Regions from separate parts of the Bombyx mori genome. Here region 2 is linked to region 1. The links are chromatin contacts, called in public Hi-C maps. All regions are on one chromosome and are shown on one strand. Each heading gives the region's core, a stretch centred on a gene start, on an enhancer-like site or on the middle of the called end of the contact. The rest is flanking DNA. Distances are from core to core; before and after follow the strand shown.

Evidence for each region. Hi-C and Micro-C count contacts between places; a contact is called where the count stands out from the background.
Region 2: a contact with region 1 is called in a Hi-C map of midgut, with 1.8 times the contacts expected there. The contact joins the promoter of LOC101738448 here to the promoter of eIF3i in region 1. A contact is called at or near these places in 2 of 7 Hi-C or Micro-C datasets (midgut and an unstated tissue).

The regions. Positions count from the first base shown.
Region 1 is chr15:5,019,794-5,022,989 of ASM3026992v2, reverse strand. It overlaps eIF3i (Eukaryotic translation initiation factor 3 subunit I), which reads left to right and starts at 1,673. Exons shown (of 5, transcript NM_001046968.1): 1 at 1,673-1,751; 2 at 1,877-2,103; 3 at 2,214-2,346; 4 at 3,039-3,196. The coding sequence starts at 1,749. It also overlaps a transcript of Grf not described here.
Region 2 is chr15:5,167,092-5,170,287 of ASM3026992v2, reverse strand. LOC101738448 reads right to left here and starts at 1,532. Exons shown (of 1, transcript XM_004928555.5): 1 at 1-1,532. The coding sequence starts at 392.

The sequences.
Region 1 (3,196 bases), core at 424-2,923:
TATTGATATACACACTATTATAAAGCAAATTTAAATACAGTCGTTTCACTTTATTAGTTTAACAAATAATAACATCGTAAGTGCCTCAATAACTAGAAACGTATCAAATATTGTTTTGCACGAGAATTCAATGTGGTAGAGAGTGTGCTGTATTTCACATGTTTGGTTGAGCTCGCTCAATTTCAAGACTTATTGCTTTCAGAACGTAGAAATAATTTTAAGTATTATGAATACCATAAGGTTCTATGTTTGTACGTAGCAAATCACATTAGTTGCTGATTGCTGTACTATTCTCGATGGATTAATAAAGGCTGTTTGTTATACGACCAAGTTAAGTGCGTAGTGACTATTGATTGTGAGTTTTGTCTCTCGTTTGTCTCGTTCGAGTGGTGCGCCGGATGTTAGTCAAAAACAGTGTACTGGTTTGCCAAGAGAAGTTACCTACAGTTGTGTTTAGTTAGCAACGCATAACGTGTTTGTACTTTAATTTGTTTTTTAGTTGTACTCTTGGAAATCAATGGTTATTAATTTAAGAAAATAAAATGTATGTCAAATATTGTTGAAAATGTTTTATTTTTTATCCGTCTTTTATAGCGTCAAACGAAAAATCAGTTATTTCCTGGAAACATCGGGGTTAGCTTTGAGAATGTTTGGAGATCACAGTATCGATCAACCCGAATTGTACTAGCGAACATTTCAAGAAATCTTGCAAGTGGACATATTTCAAACCTAACTTTGGACTGTGGGTGCATTATTTTTAGAGCGTGGACTGTATTTTGGTGCTAGAACCGGTCACCATCCTCGTTGAACCCGTCGCTTGCGACGATGGGCTCGACGAGTGAATTAGCCCATAGACACAGCCCACTGAGTTTCTCGTCGGAGCTTCTCAGTGGGTTGCGTTTCCGATCCGGTGGTAGATTCTGCGAAGCACTGCTCTTGCTAGGGCCAGTGTTAGCAACACTTCCGGTTTGATCCCCGTGAGCTCACCTATATGTTAGGATGAAGCTGAAATAGCTTTTCAAGGCTATAGCAAGGATATACCATAGGTAGGAAAAAAGAAAAGAGAAAAAAAAGAGGTGCTAGCTTCAATAAAAACTAGATTCAGAGCGAAGAATTTTTGATGTACAACACGTGCACGTACGACCAGAATTTTATTGTAATTCTCAAATATTAAGTGTATAATCTATGATTGTAACTAAATTAAATGTATGGACTTTTTGGCGGGAACGCGAGGAGTGAAGTTGTGTGATTGGTTTTATTTTCTCTATTTAGTGTTTCTTCAGGTTTCAGTGTGTAATAACGGTGGTTTATTAACTGTTTAATATCTGCGAAAGTGCACAAATGTGGGAAAATGAAACAAAGCCGCTAGACGTAGCAATACGGGATCCTCCAAAAAGTCCACTGAAAAAATCTTAGTAAATGACACCATTTTACTGAGATTATATTTCATCCCATATCATCTCATCTCATTTAATTTAATTTCATTTCATTTCACTCCATATTATCATTTTTCATAAAAATAAGAATATAAATTAAAATAAGACATGACCTAAAGGTCTTAGTTACCAGGTCATAACATCCTATAAAAATTTACCATAGGCTATAGAGCTCAACTATGCGCCAAGCGAAGGCTAAATAAAAATTAAGAAAAAAAAATCTTCTGTCAAAAGGTCCGCCGCCTGCCACATGTCACCACATCGTTTTTATTGTGATTTATAATAAACTATTAAATAAAATACTTTCTAAACATGGTAAATAACACTCTTATACAAAATTTTAATGCCTCCAAAGTTATTGTGTGAAATATCAAACAAATTCAATCACAAACATAGCTATGACTATAAATTAGGTAAATTACTTACTCATGTAATTCCAGAAACCTCTTATGCTGCAAGGGCACCAGCGTGCCATCACACAGATCAAATATAACCGCGAGGGTGACTTGCTCTTCTCCGCCGCTAAAGATTCAAAACCAAATGTTTGGTGGTCACTGAACGGCGAACGTCTTGGCACTTTCAACGGCCACGGTGGTGTAATATGGTGCCTTGACGTCGACTGGCAGTCAATTAATCTCATCACAGGTGGTGGCGACAGTTCCTGCAGGTATTATCCTCAGTATATTATAAACAAATAAAGTGTTGAAAATTGCATTCTTTTTTCATGTTGTTTGCTCAAAGATGAGTAGGCTGTTGATAACACTAAACGATGCACAGGTTATGGGATCTGGAGACAGGCAAGAATATTGCAACACTCAAATCCAACTCTTCTGTAAGAACATGCAACTTCAGCTATAGTGCATATCAAGCTGCTTATACCACTGACAAAGCTATGGGACACCCTTGTGAGGTAATTACATAGTATATACATTTTATTTAAATAGAGAAACATGAATTGAGGATGAGAAAGACTAATGGATATTATGACTGGCAACTTTAACATTAGAAGAAAAGTAAAATTGTATGCAAAGCTAAGCATAAATATTATTATAGTTGTTTCCGTTTCAGAACTTTCATTCTCTATTAAACCACAATGTGAACTTGTCTGCTTCACTTCAAAGTGGTTTATTGAGGGCCATGCCTTAAAAAAAATCTTATTTTTTGTTCTTTAACATATCCGTCAATTAATGATTACAACTTAGTATTCAAGAGTAATTCCTACATACCTTGTATTTCTTTAAACTAAGATTTGTTGACAGTACAAGTGTCATTTATGCTGACATTTCACTTTGTTTTTTTTTATTATGCTCCAGACATTTAAAATTTATTATTACCGAAAGGCTCACTTGTAAATTTAATACCCTTTAACTTAAATCACAAAATATTTTGAGCAGGAAATACCCTTTTTCAAACTGAACTGAAACTTTGGAGTCGGTTAAATTATAGTGTGCTTAGGTAGACAATATCAACTCTTGGGAATCTCTATTTTAACCCTTAATGTGTTTCCTATATACATATACAGTAAGTTTTTACTAACTAGTATTATAATTTTGTATATCCTGTGATAACAATTAAGATATAAAGTATTATGTCAATTTACAGGTGTTCGTTATTGATACAAGAACAATTGATGAAACAGTGTCAGGTCAAGCTCCTATTTTAAAATGGGAAATCACAGATTCAAAGGTTACTTCAATGATTTGGGGTTCTTTAGATGAGACAATTATCACTGGTCATGAAGCTGGTGACCTTATACAATG
Region 2 (3,196 bases), core at 283-2,782, 150 kb before region 1:
ATAAGGAATAGTTGTGCTAGCATCTCTTTTGGATCATTCCGCCCTAAATATACACAGTTCATTAAGTTTATAATGTTTGGACGTGGGTATAAACCTAGCTCTTTCATGACTCTAGCCGTTCTTATGGGACGGCCTTCTAAAATGTCCTGATAAATTGAAAACTCTAAAGTATCTAGAGCACTTCTCTGCGGAACGCTCAAAACCTGATACCAAATTGGTCCAATTGAATCTCTAACTTTCTTGAGCATACGCTTGTCATTCTTTTGTCTTATTTCTTTAAGCTCTTGCATGAATACTTGTCTTTCCTTAGTTTTCCGTGCGTAGATGATCTGGAGCCGCCGGTGGGCGCGTTCCTCATGACTTGTGTCAGGTCCATAGTTTTGATGTACCATTCTCTCGACTGTATTTGGCAATAACGAATAGTAGGAATAAAGAAATAAATAGAAATACTCTTGATAAAACCACAATTTAGAAAAAAATATGCGTAGCAGCCATATTTTGACAATTATGACGTTTTTTTAATGCCACTGACACCTATCATTTCACTATGGCTTCAAGAAATATGAACAAGTGTCTATAAATCTGGCACCAGTCATATCTGCCGTGCAGGCATTTCTAATCAGAAAGAGATCTTCTGTGGAAACGTGACTTTAAAAAATTCGTATCAATACGAACGTGATTTCTATAAATTTTAAATGAGTAACGGTGTCTGAAAATTTCAAAATATTTATTAGCTTCCATCGTGCAGGGTGACGCAGGTCGGCGCGATCAGCTGTGTGAAACTCGGCCGGTCGTAGACCCACGTTTTGGGTTGAACGCCCTCGGTCATCCATCACCTGAATAATTCTACTCATTCATACTCGACGGCGAATCTATCTTAATATTTAACATCTCATGCATTGTTCCGGAAACAATCAATCAAGTGAATCTACCACAAATGTGGATGCAAAACCGATTGACAGCAATGAATTCGTAGCTACTTCCAATTGTTGAATTCCGCTGGTCTAACCTCTACTGATTCTGGTATGAATTTTATTTTATCAAAATCGAGGTAATGAATGGCTAACCGTAATCATATGAATTAGATCTAAGTATCATTCAAAATGATTATAAGTCGACAGCAAACTAGTGTTACCTACTTGTTTTATTTATTTATTGAGACAATTTTAATAAAGATTTATAACGAAGTGTCAGTTTTACTATACCGATGGCATGTCATTAACGTTAATGAACTTCAATTCTGTTAATCGCTTTAGTATGACTAGTTCCAGTAGCATTAATTCAAGCAATCTCACTGTTTGTAGTGCATCAGCCCGCTGAGTTTCTCGCCGGATCTTCTCAGCGGGTCGCGATTCCGATCCGGTAGTAGATTCATTCGCGAAGCAATTGCTCTTGAGTTGCTAGGTCTCCTTCGGAGGCGCTCGGGCAGTTGTTAGCAAATCCCACCCCTCCTAGCTGAGCCTTTGCTCGCCCACCTGTCCTGGTGAAACTGGAAAGGCCTTCGGGCCACCAGTAATCTTTCAATCACAAAAAAAAAGTTCTAACAAAATAAATTCACTGCCAACTCTCTTTTCAACATCTATGCCTTCGTCTAGTTTATTTTTAAATTGTGAATTTCATTATAATTGTGTCTATTTACATGCAAATATTTCCAAGTGACTTTCTTTTCATTAACAACAAACGTGAGATGCTATCTATCGGACGTTGGCGTTAGCTTAGACGCATACAGCAAGAATTTCTGTATTAATTACAAAGAAAAAAAAAAAAAAAAAAAAATACAACTCTGTACCTTTTTTTATCTCTACTTGTCAATTATTTATTTTTGTCAAGTCATTATATTATTTATTATCATTAAATTCGGACTCTATGCAGATTCTAGTACTATTCGAGTACTATTGGAAAATCTATAATTATCATGAAATTGTGGGTTGATATGAAGATATGAAGTTAATTAAATCGTATAGTTAGCCATAACAGTTTTGAATTTGGGCTTATCATAGTTCGACGTTTACTCGTAGGATGTTTTTTTTACGTTTAAATTTTATTTGTAACACTTTAAACAAATGTGTAACGTATTCAACAACTAAGCGTTCTGTACGTAAAATGTTCTGCGGCTATGCGCCAGGACCGAGTCTAGGCGCTCATGAACGTTCACTTTCCACGTGCCAGGAAGTATCCGAAGGCACTTTCACTCCATTCAAGACCAGGTCGCTGTTCCGCCAGAGCTGTAGCTATTCTAAACAATAACCAGGCGCCATTGTCTTTGTTCTCGGCTTCCAATGATATTACGGCTGATGTCAAATCTGTCGTTCTTTAAGCTGTTTTTTAACGCGAACGCGAGTAAGCTTACGTAAGTTACGTAAATTTCCTCGGTTTTTCCGAATCTTATACGTAATTAAAACTGGTTTTTACGTTTTAATCTCGCGTTTATTATTTGCAGCTTTAAAAAAATTGAATTGAATTTAACGATAAAAAAATTGAAAATAAATATAAAGGTAGGTACTTAATGTACTTATGAATAAAATTAAATGCATTTTTATTGATCGATCAACTGATTAAAATTCGGATGAATAACACTAACTTAATTTTTTTGTTGAGAATTGAAAAGGTTTTTATTGAATAATCGGTTCAGCTAATCGATTTACATATTTTTTTGCTGCCAATTTTAAAATACACTAGAACAAATATTAAGTCCCATTGTAATATCGATATCACCTATAAATCGTGTTAAAGAATTAAATATCTTCATATTTAGCTGAAAACCTATTTATTACGTCTTAAATTAGATTAATAATAGACAAACTATTCCTTCTGATTCATCTTCCAATAGATCCACAGCTAAGCACTATCCGAACATAATTGATTTATGTTAAGTATCGTTCGTTTATTTTTAAAAACATCTTACCTTCGGGGACTATAAAAGATTTCAGCCGCTAGTCCTCGGGAGGTCGTTGACCGTGCTCTTATCTCGGGCATGTGTGCGCACGTGTTTGTGTACGGTGCGCCCGAGTTTGTGCTTTGTTTTGTGAATTGCGATATTATGCAACGCTTATGAAGCGGATAACGTTATCGAAATGTTCATCTACACCATGCTCGTATAGAATTTGTTATTTTCGTTCGCTTTTTGAATGCGACGCGTGTTGTCTTATACTAGGGCCAGCGTTAGAAATCTGATTCGTGTGAAGCCGGAATAGCC